3 separate regions of the Gossypium hirsutum genome follow, and regions 2 and 3 are each linked to region 1. Evidence: chromatin contacts called from public Hi-C data. All regions are on one chromosome and are shown on one strand. Each heading gives the region's core, a stretch centred on a gene start, on an enhancer-like site or on the middle of the called end of the contact. The rest is flanking DNA. Distances are from core to core; before and after follow the strand shown.

Region 1 (4,552 bases), core at 1,182-3,681:
AACCATAGAATAGAACGCTCTTTCTTCAATTGTTCTACTCTGTTTATCAGATCAACTATTTCAGCTAGATCCTCAGATAAGATTTTCTCTCTGCTTTGAGTTTCATTACCACATGATACAGAGTCTAGATCAGAACAAAAATAAGTGCTGTCTTGTTCACTCTCAATACAGGCAAGTCGAGATACCATTATCTGCAGAAGTGAAAATGATAAAAAAAAAAAATCAGATTTATAAACAAGATATAAACTACAACGTATAGTTCACAACAAAATTTCATCAAATGCGTCAAAAAGACAAACCAGTGTGCCAAAACCATTTCACAAGTAAAGGGGAATGATGGATGACAGAAGTTACAACAGTAACATACAAATCAGAGAATTGGGGAAACTTTACAGACCCTCTTTTTGTTGATACACCCTGCTCCTTCAGCATCATCTTTTGCGGGAGAATAGAACCCAAAGCTTGAAGGTCGTTTCTGTCTGCTGGCAACGATAATCTTCCTCTTCCAATAGTCTGTGGTGTTAATTTCCTTGTCATCTAATTTCAACTAATCAGCCATACAACAGAACATAGGAACGGTATAATTAGCAAGATTACAGGATAAACCAAAACAAGAAATATTTAGCAAAAGGAGCATGACTATTGCATATTAATAGAAATTCCACAACAAAAACATGCCATATACATACATTTTCTGGATGACTGAAGTAGCTGAAAACTTGTGCGCGATACCATCGAGCACAACATAGTGGATTCCCTTCCAGCCACACGCTTTGTAGAAATGAGAGGCCCACAATGAACTCCAACTCTGAAAAATTGGAAATAATATTGCAGGAAACATCAAGCCCTTCAAGTGACTTCAAATTCTCAATCCCACGCAATGTAGATAGTGCATTGTTCCTCAAAACTAGTTTAACAACATGACAGCAGACCTGCATTTTCAAAAACAATGGTGCATAGGTCCCTATATCAAAACTTCAGATATAGAGCATGTCACTAAGAAATTATTCAAAGGAGTTTTTACCTAGGAAAAAAATATTCAAATGAATGTCTATAAGTAATTTAAATAGAGAAGTGTAATGGGAAATAACAAGAAAAGGCAAAATCAAAGCACTCAAGTAATGCGCATGAAAGTAACAACTAACACGAAACTCCGACGAAAATGATTGTTTAAATACAGACAATTGCACAATTACAAGCAAACAAGATAGGGAAGCAATAACAATTGTAGTATCCAGAAAAATACATGCTAGAGAAGATGATACCGCTATAAGCCCCATTTGATAAATCTTTCAGCATCAAATCAAAATCAAATGTCAAGTAAAAATCTGAGTTATTCCTACCTCACTAAATGATGAGATGGATCGCAGTTGATTGAATCCAAGGTCCAAGTGCTTCAAATTAGCACATTTTTGAAGATTATCCACTTTGGCAAACTTGTTTCGACTCAAATCAAGGGTTTCAACAGAGGGAAGAAGTTGCAAAGACTCGTCCATTAGTAGCAGGCAATTGCATGCACACGATACAAAGGACAAGCGGTTCCACTGTGGACAGCCCTTTACCTCAGCAATTCTACTGGCAAACACATGTCGCAAAGCATCCTACACATGCCAAAAATATTGATCTTGAGAAAAAAATTTGTGTAAAGTACCCATATATAATTAATAACTTTAATGGTCCTTAGTTAGGAAGAAGAAAATAGGGGAGGGAGATCTTATGATTTATAATCACAAAAACTGAATGAATGTCATTAATTCTTCCTCTCGTTCGAAAATAATGCAAAACACTCACGGTTGAATTATGACAAATAATTTTCTCCAAAGTATGTCTCAACTCAAGCAACCCCTTGGCTGCTGAGGTCGACAAATCGCACCCTCTGAGTTCCAGAACCTTCAGTCTTCCAAACGGGAGCAACGAGAGCGGCGTGGGATCACGCGCAAGAGGGGCCAAGGCAGATACCACCTTAAGAGTGGTTAGGAGGCGTAGTATCCGCCGAAGCTGCTCGAGCGCACGGTGGTCCCCAAGGTCCGAGACGTAGGCACGTAGATAGTCAACTGGAGCTCCCACTAGAAGTCTGTCGAGCTCCTGCAACGCTTGGAGCCGAGACTGCACGTAATGGAGCCCCGCCGGGTTGAGCTTCAGAACCTTAGTTCCATCAATCAAAGGCCCCGCTTGGTCGTCAACGAATTTGAACAGCTTCTCAAGGTAGCGACCCCTTGTGACGATCGCCATTGGCATCAAGTTTTAGAAAATCACCCACACCGCCATATTCCAAAGCTCATAAGTGAACAAAGGGTTTGAAGAATGCGAATGAAGGAAGGTTTGAAAGGAAGAAATGAATCATTAAATGATAAGGGGAATAGCAGGAAATAGAAAAGGACGGCTGTAGCGTACCTTGAGAATGATGGGGTGGTTCATTATGTTCTGGCTTTGGTTGGTTCGGGGGAAAAAGGTCAAATAATTGGGAAGTGAAATATGGTGCGTAGGGAAATGAGACACCTGGCGCACATGCACACAACATGGGGAATCCAATTCCAAACAACGTGTCGGCTTCCTCCAGAATCCAAACAAATGCGGGGTCCACCCCAGATGTTTGTTTGTTCAAGCATAAACGACCTTGCATAATTTGCATTTGCCATTTGCCGCCCCCATCTCAATCCTTATTTTTGCCTAAATAGAGTTTTATTAAAGAGGAAAATATATTAGGGTGCGTTTGGTTCGCTGTATTGGATTAGAGGTGTATTGGATTAGAAGTGTATTGGATTAGAGGTGTATTAGATTAAATGTGTAATAGCAAATCAACTATTTGGTTGAATGTAATGGAATAGAGGCGTAATAGTAATCTTGTGTTTGGTTGAATGGAATAGAGGTGTAATAGCATAGTGGAAAAAACTAAAATGACTAGAATACCCTTAGCATAAATTTGTTTTGGTAAATGATTATTGTTATTGTTATTTAAATTTTAATAAGATTATTATTATCAATAATAAATATTTTAATCATATTTAAACATAATTATTATTAAACATATTTTAATTAAAATATATAATTTAATAAAATTCTTAATAATTACCAGAAATTTGTTTTGGTAAATTATTATTGTTATTGTTATTTAAATTTTGATAAGATTATTAATATGAATAATAAATAATTTAATCATATTTAAACATAATTATTATTAAATATATTATACTTAAAATATATAATTTAATAAAATTCTTAATAATTAATATTCTTATATGAATTTACTCAAATCATAATATATTATATGATACTATAAAAGATAATTTGAAATAATTAATATTAAATATATTTTAATTAAAATATATGATTTAATAAAATTTAAAATAATTATAACTAATAAAATTTAATAAGTAAGAATTGAACTCTAAAAAATAAAAAAAACATAACCATATCGAATTATCATCAAGAACTCGATTGAGTTTACAACAATTCTGAATTAAACGGAAGTACTGCCTCAATATCTCACTTCAACTAAAAATATAAAGCAAGCATTCAATAGAAGAAATTCAAGCCGATACAATATCTCTTTCACCCTGCTCTCAACTCCAATTGGCCTTCCATGAAACCGATTCTTCACTTCAAACAAAATAGCTCACCAATCTAGCAGGAAAACGAATACTATCCAAAGTTGCCATTGAAAATAACCTCCAACTTCATGTGTCCATTCCACAAGTTAAGGGAAAAAGCAATCTCTACCAATTCTGGATTTATATGATGCATTGATAAATTAGGAAATAAAAGGCCATGAGGTAAGGTTGCTAAAAAATCACAATGAATCAAAAGTAATTTACCTCTTCAGGAAGGCTAAATTGCCAAGAGCACATGTTTCCTCTAAAGCACCAAAAACCAGAAGGCATATTTGTTGACAAGTTGCAGTACTGCCTCAAGATCTTAGTTCAACTACAATATAAAGCAAGCATTCAGCAGAAGAAATCAAAAGCTTACTTGTTCCTCGTTTTCAGCAGAAGGGAATCTCTACTTACTCTGCCTATGTCATGAGCACCAATACCAAAAACTAAACAATGAAGCTGAATGATGTCCATCACTGATCCTATGAATTAAAACAATCAATGCAATCAGCTAAATTCAGAAAAACAATTCAGAAAAACAATTACATGACAATGAAACATGAAATAGTATAAGAACAATTTTATTACCATAATCCAAGTTTTGGTTAGTTCCCATTGAAACGGTAACTCTTTTTCCAGGCCCAAGTGCTTGATCAACCACAACATTCTGCATAAAGAACCATGAAATAGCCCAAACCAGTTCATAAGTAATATATCAGTATCACACTCCTTAGTATTCAAATTTAATCTGAACAAGAGAATATATATATATAAGTTTTAAGTCATGTTTGAGCTTTCTGAATGCAAAATAGGAAACTACAACTTTGTACAAGAAAATAATTCAGAGCAAATATGATCCTTCCCATTGCCAGCTTTATATGAAAATCTTTTTAGTGCTTGATACTATAAAAAAATTATGGCAATGCCAATAATTGAACAGCATGAAATTAGCAACTAAG
Region 2 (4,552 bases), core at 1,042-3,541, 440 kb after region 1:
TTCTCATGAAGGGAGAAGTGAGATCCAGTTTACACAGTACAATTTTCAGTTATAAGCCTTAGGAAGGAAAATAGAAAGAACCCTAAATCAACGGCCTCATAGAATCTTAACTATGTAACTTTTATAATTACAAAATTTATGTTGGGGAGTTTTAGTCATGGTAAATTTACATTGTTTATTGGAGAAAAGAAAGGAGATCATTCTTCTATCTTCACCAATCAATATTGGTACTCGAAATGGCAACCGTCGTAACCTGTTTTCACACGAAAGTTTAACACAAATTAATAGCCCATTTTATAACAATAGAAACTTTTCACCGGGTCTTGGCTTGACAAAATTCTGTAAGAGCATAAGATTTGAGTTTTTAGTAGTGTCAGATTGAATTGTAAATTTTTGGAGCCAAAACTTTTCAGTTTTGGGGACCAAAAGAATAAATTTTGCCAAACCAAGGTTGGCTAAGACCCTGCCTTCTCCTGAAAATCTTACTCAAAGGATACTCTGAATCGAGTCAGATAGTTTTTATGGGAAAATCTAATTGAAAGTTTCACTTAGATAAACTGTAATTATATCTTATGACTAGGCCAAGTCCGGAGCTTAATAAACCCTATTTAAAGGCGGCCTAAACCAAACCGGTCAGTTTCCATAGATAGATCTAATGGAGAAACTCACTTGGATCAACTGTGACAAGCATGGCTGTGCCACCAAACTCACACGTGCCACCAGCAATCTTGGTTTTCTGCCAATAGCTATTAAAAGCGTAGGAAGCATGTGCAAAGATGGTGTCAGGCTGAAAACATGGACCACTAGGTTGAATTGAATCACAATCCGCCCCGGATGCACATGCATAGTTCATTGCCTCTTGCATGATTGGGCCAGGCACTGATGGCTTAGCCACACACCATAATTGTGTGGTTGGAGCCCTATTGGGATGTGGTAGAACCGTTGGGGGTGGGTACACAATTGGCGGTAGAAACTCTGGTGGGCTTGGATTAAACCCAAATGGTGATGGAACATTATATGGCGGGCTCACAACAACGGTTGGTGGGCTCAGCTCGTAATAGGGTGGGCTCAATACCGGCCCCGATGGGCTTGGTATGTAACCTGTTGGTGTTGGTATTGCTTGTGGAGGGCTTGGAAAAATACTAGGTGGGTTCGGGACTATTCCAGGTGGGCCTGGAAAATTACTAGGTGGGTTCGGGACTATTCCGGGTGGGCCTGGAAATATAATCGGCGGGTTCGGAACTATTCCGGGTGGGCTTGGTGGTGGGCCAAGAGGAGGAAAGTTGTAAAAGGGAGAGGGTGGGGAAGGTGAGGTTCCAATTGGAGGTTCAGGGGTATTTGGAGGGTTAACACAGTAAGGATGTGAATTTTCAGGGGGCAAAGAATCAAATGGTGGCAAAGAAAATGGTGAGCTTACTCCGTAAGGTTGAGTATTTGATGTATCAGTGGGTTGTTCAATCACTAAACTCATAAGTTTACTCATTAGCTCTAAGTTCTTTGTGTGCTTTATGATTGAATTTCTTTGATGTTTTGGATCTTTGATATGTTCCATTGATTTTCTTGCATCTGCCCAATAAACAACTGTTAGATTTACATTTAATCATCCCAAAACATTTTTGCCCTTCCCCAATAATATATATCACCCTGAATAAATGAAAAGATTGCAAATGTTAGGGTTTAAAACAACTAAGCTTATAATACCAAAACTAGAACATAAACATGGCATGACTACTTAATGACTCACACTTATACAACAAAATAGAAATATTCGTTTACTGAGGAAGACATAAATTACATGATGCGAGTTTGTATATTCATTAGAGGCGAAGCAAACTAAATATACTCCATGCAACATTTGGACTGTCAAAAACTAAAACAATGGAATCCTTTACCACACTTCTAGTTCTAGGGGCAGGGCCTTGTCATAAGGGTAAAATATTAATATTATAAATCTTTTTAAAAATAATAACATTGTAGGTTAATCCAACGATATAATTACATTTAATTCTAAAAAAATTATAATTTTATTTTGACCCCTCTTTGGATTTGCCCTACTGACATGGTAAAAATGAGGAACTTAAATAAAACAATAATGTAGCAGAAATCAGCTTACCGCAATGCATGGAAAGAGTGGCCGCCATTGTTGAAAAGAGAAGGAACATGCAAAGCCTGTTTTCCATGATTCAATTTCAGCAATGCCAAATCACTCAAAGACTATTCAAAGAGCAGAAGACTGATAATTGAGACATATATAAAGGCAACCAAAGGAGACAACTGTGTATGTTGGCCATCAAAGATTTGATTCTTGAGTATCTACTTTTATTGTAACTCGGATGTAAATGACATATTTGTTTCGATTTGAAAAAAATTAACATTTAAATTTAATTTGTTTAATATTTTAAAATTTGACTCCAATGACTAGCGAGCACATTATTGAAAAATTTTAATTTTGAATTTAAGCTTGAAGCATAAATAATCGAATTTAGACCTGAGCATGAGAATTAAATCTTATTTTTTACTAATCGAGTGAATTCGAGTAGTTTGGTTTTTATCTTGAATCAAGTTTGAGTTTTTAAAGTTAAAACTTGAGGGATCTCGAATTTAGAATTAAACTCGAGCTTGGCTCGAGTTGATTATGTAAATGAGTACTCACTTTTGCTTAGAAATGTAAATATGAAGAATAATGTAAAGGGATTAAAAGGTGTAAAGGAAGTTGTTCACTTTGATTTAACTTAAACATTTCATGTTGTTGATGCAAAATTGGCATATATGCTTGCTTTCATATTGGGAAAAATCAAAGTGAAGGTTTTTGGTTGCGCTTTTGTCTTGCTTGCTTTCTACTCAAAGTTCTCACTTTCTCACAATTTTTATGATTTGAATCATCCTGAGAATTGGATTATGATGAGTTTGAAATATGAAAAATGAATAAATGATAATTTAATTGTATATATATATTTATATTTGAATGTAAATCCGAAAAAAATATAAAAAAGAATAAGTGCTTTTAAAAATTAAGAGTCCAAATGATATAACTAGAGAGTGATATTAATCAAAGATGAAGCTGAGATTTTGCCATTGGGAGGATTAAGCTTTGTGCAAAGCCTTTTTTTTTTGGGTATGTTGAACATATCCTGTTGGACCCTCTCTATAAAAGTCTTAACTAATTGGAATATTAGAATGAAAAAGGCAGTTTTACAACTGTTTTTTTTCCTCTTAGAAAGTTTTACGACTGGTGAGATCGTAAAAATGTGCCCTTTTGCTGCATATTTTAGCATCGATGTAACGTGTCATACTGAAGCATCAACATGATTATTTGCCCTTCTATATGGGCCATCACTTTGGGGTAAGTAGGGACCAAGCTAGTAACTTTACGCAAAGGGGCTTAAGATAAAATTTTTAAATTTTGGTTTAATTAATGTATCATTTATATATATTTTTCAGTTTATAAAGATTAAAAGTTCGTGATTGTTCCTCTCAATGATGTCATATTCAAAGTTCAAACTTGAATTTTTTGCTTGAGAGTAATGTATTTTATTATTTCACTCAATATTTTTTGATAAAATTACTTAAAAAAAACTTTAAATTAAAAAATTAATTATAAAAAAGGGTAAAAAATAAAAATTTTCTGATAGGCTAAAGGATTAAATATTAATTTATTGATATTTGAGAGGTGATAAAAATGAAATATATTCTTTTCATTAAGGGAAACTAAAACTCTTATTTCAACTTTTAAGATAAAATATCGAATATGACGAAATTATAATTAATCACTTTGAACATAAAACAATGTAAAATTTCAATGCCTCAAACTTGTTATGATTTGTGTTTGGACATAAAGATTAGAGAAGATATGCTTTTCTAATGTCATCATCTTCCATGAAAAGATAAAATGATAATCTCAGTGCTTCTACGAAAGAAGCAAATAAAAAATTTCAAAAAATATATTCTCTAATCTTGAAAGCCAAAAGAAAATTCAGCATAAACGTGAGGAGCATGGAGATGATATGGTGAGGTAGATAAAATTATCATTATAATAATAAGAAAGAACGACGGCATGAATTAATGCAAGGGTGCCTAAGTTGGAAGAATAAAAGTTTATAAAGCATTTGAGAAAGCAATAAAGTATGTGGAACAATGAGTTAGCTCCAGAATCAAACCACACAAAGAAGTAATAAATAAAGGATGGTGGATTAAGAAAGAATGTACTAAATCAGGGAAGAAGACTTTGCTTCTAGAATATTTGCCTCCCTATTCTTTAGGTCATCTTCACTTCTTTATACTAGATAGTGCTACCCATCAAAATAAATTCCTTGCCCTTGCATCATATAATCCTTGAGGATCATTGACTTGGTTTTCTTTCGTCGCCTCTTTGGTATATTCTTGGTGTCCTTCAGTGCCTTCTCGTGATGTACTATCTTCATTCATCACATTACTTGTCCTCAAGGTTCCAAGTGTTGGGTTATATCCACTTAAGCCTTGTATGATTTTTAGTGTAATAATATGAGGAAAATTTTTTTTATCTATTATATATGTATTGTAATAGTTAGATATT
Region 3 (4,552 bases), core at 598-3,097, 370 kb after region 1:
ATGCATAACTGGTGACACTGGGAAATCATGATGCTCACCTCACCAAAATAGTTTGGATGGCGAGAGTATTTCCATACTCCAACATTGCACCACTTTCCTCTGTTTTCAGGGGAATTTTTGAAAGAAAGCTTTTGCTGGTCAGCTGCAGCTTCAAAAGAGATACCCACTGACCACATAATCCACCCTATGATGTCTTCAGCCTGAACCGATGGATCTCTATCACTAGCATTAACCACGGTTACAGGTAAAGTCACGGTCCAGACCCAGACAGCCTGCAATGCATGTAAAGATTGTGGTGCAGTAAAGTTTATTAGATGTCACACTGATAAACAGCAAAGAAATGGGTGTGATCAGACAGATACGAAGACCTGAAATATCCAGAAAACTGCTAATTTCCCCAAATTACTGCGCATCTCATCAAAACGTCGATCCTCGCCCCATTGCAAAATTCTGAACGCATTTCACATGATATTGGTAATCTTTCAATTAAATCATCAAATATATATAAACAAAAAAAAAAGGAAAAAATAGTTAATAAAATTTCATACTATTATACCTCATCAATAGAAAAATTGCCAAGCGTAGCCCCCATATTACTACAAGCGAAGTCAATACTACCTGGAAAGCAGAGTTGCAAAATCACTACATACAAACAGGAGGTGCAAGAACAGTATAAATGAGCTTTAAGGACCCTCTAAAATGAGTCAACACCTAACAGATGAACAGTTTAAACCAGTGATGTTTGAAGCAAACTTTTACGCAGTCAATCCAAATTACCTGACGAAAATGCCATGATCCTTTAATTATCAGAGTCAACACAGCAATTATAACAAAATTCGTGCTTCCTGAGCAAAAGAAAACAAAGACGATATCATTTAGAAACCAATGAATTCACATTTGAAGAATTGTATGAATTGTTATATGGGTCTTTACCTTTCCTATGCTCTAATAAAGGTTCAAAAGAACAATTAAAGAAGCTAAATTTATGGATGAGGTACCTGCAAAGTCAGTGACTTTATCGAACTTGAGAAGAGCGGTGATTATAAAGAAAAATATTTGATATCCCAACTGCACAAGCAAAACCCAAAATAAATCAAACATCAATTATTTTGGAGGGAGAGAGGGAGAAAATAAAAACATACAGTTACAATGGCAGTTAGAGCTAAGAAATGGGAATCTAAAACAGTTGCCATTTTGTTTGAATGGAAATCCTGTTTGCTTATTCTTCTTCCAGTTTCTTTTGCTTCTGATTAAAGCATAGGCTTAAGAAAGGGGTGTGGTAACGGGCAATGGAGGAAGATCAAACAAAAATAATTAAAATAATAAATTTAGGAATATCAACCATAAATAAATAAACCATATAAATTCTATTAATTCTCCTCAAACAAATAATGCTCGATAAATTGAATGATAAAAAATAAATCCCCACATCTGTTAAACAAAAGTAATATTGCATAAAAGAATAAATCATGAAGAGACATTTATATATAGGTTAAAAAGTAAATTTAAACTAAATTTAATAAAACCTAATTAATATATAATAAAAATTAAGTCTTAAAATTCGATCTCAATATAATTTAAACTCGATTTAAAGTTCGAAACTCATCATTTCCCTTAATAATCCTGTCTAAAAGTTTTGATTCGCATAGTTTCACTAAAATAATTATAACTTAAGTCCCAAACTCAAAATTAAATGATTCAAAATACATTTTAAAATTAAAAAATAGATTTTTAAATGCTATAAAAATATATCAATTCAGAAATAATTAATTCTCAACTAAATCGAATAATTTTCAAACTTAAAAATTAATAGCTTTCATAAATAAAATTTAATATATTTCACTCCATGTATCAAAATTGATTTGCTTTTGTAGAAGGCTATGATACATGCTTAGAATTGCTTTGCCTTCTAATGAAGTTATCGTCGACGGTTTATAGCCGTACGGTGCGAGTGGCTATGATTTGAACAGCAATTCTAAGTGCTTCTAGAATTGAAATGTACGTATACCGTTCAAAACTTGGGTTGCGTGCTTGCTTCAATTTCTTACACCCTCCTTTTTAACTCCAAAAGCTCAAAATTTATAATTACTCCTAAATTCCATTTCCAACCCCAAATATTATATGTCCAAACTCTTAAGTTACTTTCGACGGAGGTAGAAAGCTAACTGAAATTAAATTATAATTTTTATAATAGTAAAAATATAATTTTATTATTTTTATAATTTATATTTTTATAATTTTTAAAAAATTAATTAATTTTTATCATTTGTAAAGGATTAAAATGTAATTTTATAATTTAAAAATTTTAAAAATTTTAAATTACTTAAATAAAATCCGGCATGCTATTGCTAACTTTCCATTTGCTAAAACTCATTTCTTTTTTCTCAGAATAAATTACACCATTAGTTACTAAATTATAATTATGTTTTAGTCACTTAATTAAAAAATATAAAATTTGGTTATTTAATTATTTAAAAAATTTTATTTAAATTATATTTGAAAAAAATTGGTGCAGATAGTACGAATAGAAAAAGTTATATAGTATTGATTTCAACAATTCGATTACTTAAATGAAAACTTTTAAATAGTTTAGTAACTAAATTATAATTTTTTTAAATTACAGAACTAAAACAAAAATTTATCTATAATTTAATGACTAATGATATAATTTACCCTTTTTATTGACTTTTAAGTTACATTTAACTAATTATATGATAATTTCAGTTAGATTGAGGATGCCTCTACCATGCCTTCTGTGCATTGGCATCTAAAGGGTTTTTTATCCCAATTTTCAAAACAATCGCAGTGGACTTGGGGATAAAAATAGAATTCCACAAAAGGGTATTGAATAAATAATTTAACTTAAACCAATTAATCAGAATAAATTTAGGAGAATTTACACATAAATTAAATAAGATGAAACACACAAATTAATCAAAAGGGGTAGGCGGTGCACACCCTTCTAGAATCCCTGTGTGCTGCTTATCGCATCACAAATGGGCTTATTAGTAACTTTTCTGTATTAGGTTGAATTATTTGTGTTATTTAATTTTTAAATTAATTTATATAATTTTATTACCTAATAATTTGTTTTTATTTTTAAAATATTATTTGTTTAATTAATTAATTAATTAATTTAATTAATTAATTTCTTTAATCAAATTATTTTTTCAATCAAATTCTAATTCAGTTCGAGTCATGAAAACTTTACTATTGAAAAATGAATTTAATTATTTATTCAATAAAATTGCTATTACTAATTAATTTAATTTCCACATTGAACTCCAATTATATAATTATAAACAATTAAAAGTTGTTAAGAAATTATGCTATAGATTAGAAGTACAAGGCCTCTAATGAAATAATATGAAACTCGGTTTTGATTTGATACTAAATATCCAAAAATATGAGCATTTTGAATATAAGGACTAAAATGAATAAAATGCAAAGTATATTTAATTGATGTGTTTATCATATGATTGAGTGAAAACTAATACTATTTTTATGACTGAATTATTGTACATAGCTAAAAACGATGTTAGGCCATCTCAAGACAAAGGAAAGACGAAGGTCGTAAGTGAGTAGCTATTGTTGAAAATTTTTTGATTCAAAAACAGTTTTCTTGCACAGCAAAAAGTTAAAATTTTGAAAATCGAGCTGATTTGTGATATTTATAGTAATAAAATTTTCTTAAAATTGCACTTGTGTTTTTGGCTAGACGGATTCTTGCCATTCTTGGATTTTAACCGAACGGTATTCTCCGCTATTCTCGTACCACAATCTTATGAAATCAAAATAAATTCAAAAAAATGACTAAGTTAATAAAATTAAGTTCATTTTAACAAGTCCAAGAGCATCAAAAGAATAAGTCAAACTAGATAAATAATGTCAAAATAGATCAAATAACCACATAAAACTCCCTTTATCTTTTTGGATATAAGAGCCATGAATATTTTTCTCATCAAGCTTTCTGCAATACAAAAACAATATAACAATTTAAAATTCAATCAAAGTGCATGGAAAAATTCAACATAAAGTCAAGGCCAGGTGGTCAAACCTAGTTCTCTCCTAAATGTCCAAAATCTCTCTTTATCTAAAGGTTTAGTAAAAATGTCAATTAATTGGTTCAAAGTGCCTACATACTCTAGAACTATTTCACCTTTTCGGACATGATATCTAATGAAATGATGTCTTATTTCAATGTGTTTAGTCCTAAAATGTTAGATGGGATTTTTAGTGAGACAAATAGCACTAGTATTGTCACACTTGATAGGAATGGTATCTATATCAATTCCATAGTTCTTAAGTTGTTGCTTCATCCATAAAACTTGAGCACAACAACTATCAGAATAAATATATTTTGCTTCAGTGCTGGACAATGTGACGCCCCAAACCCAGCCGGAACGATCCAACCCAAATTTTAAACATCACATTAGCCACCGAAGTGACTCTCCATTTAAAACTTTACGAACCACACTAACCAACCGTACACACCACACATTTGCAGAATATTTCATATAGGAAATTAGACCTAAGCGCATGCTTTTCTAAA

What was found. A called contact is a pair of places that touch in the nucleus more often than the background predicts.
Region 2: a Hi-C map of leaf shows a contact between it and region 1, with 1.7 times the contacts expected there. The contact joins the promoter of LOC107908478 here to the promoter of LOC107908488 in region 1. A contact is called at or near these places in 2 of 34 Hi-C or Micro-C datasets (both in leaf).
Region 3: a Hi-C map of leaf shows a contact between it and region 1, with 3 times the contacts expected there. The contact joins the promoter of LOC107908481 here to the promoter of LOC107908488 in region 1. A contact is called at or near these places in 8 of 34 Hi-C or Micro-C datasets (callus and leaf).

What each region holds. Positions count from the first base shown.
Region 1 is chrD02:42,585,801-42,590,352 of Gossypium_hirsutum_v2.1, forward strand. LOC107908488 (serine/threonine-protein kinase 11-interacting protein) reads right to left here and starts at 2,432. Exons shown (of 7, transcript XR_005910294.1): 1 at 1,792-2,432; 2 at 1,344-1,601; 3 at 690-932; 4 at 398-547; 5 at 1-191.
Region 2 is chrD02:43,030,261-43,034,812 of Gossypium_hirsutum_v2.1, forward strand. LOC107908478 (extensin) reads right to left here and starts at 2,292. Exons shown (of 3, transcript XM_016835658.2): 1 at 2,114-2,292; 2 at 670-1,566; 3 at 1-253. The coding sequence starts at 2,180. The coding sequence ends at 219.
Region 3 is chrD02:42,956,377-42,960,928 of Gossypium_hirsutum_v2.1, forward strand. It overlaps LOC107908481, which reads right to left and starts at 1,848. Exons shown (of 10, transcript XM_016835660.2): 1 at 1,143-1,848; 2 at 999-1,068; 3 at 778-845; 4 at 557-618; 5 at 369-450; 6 at 39-272. The coding sequence starts at 1,193.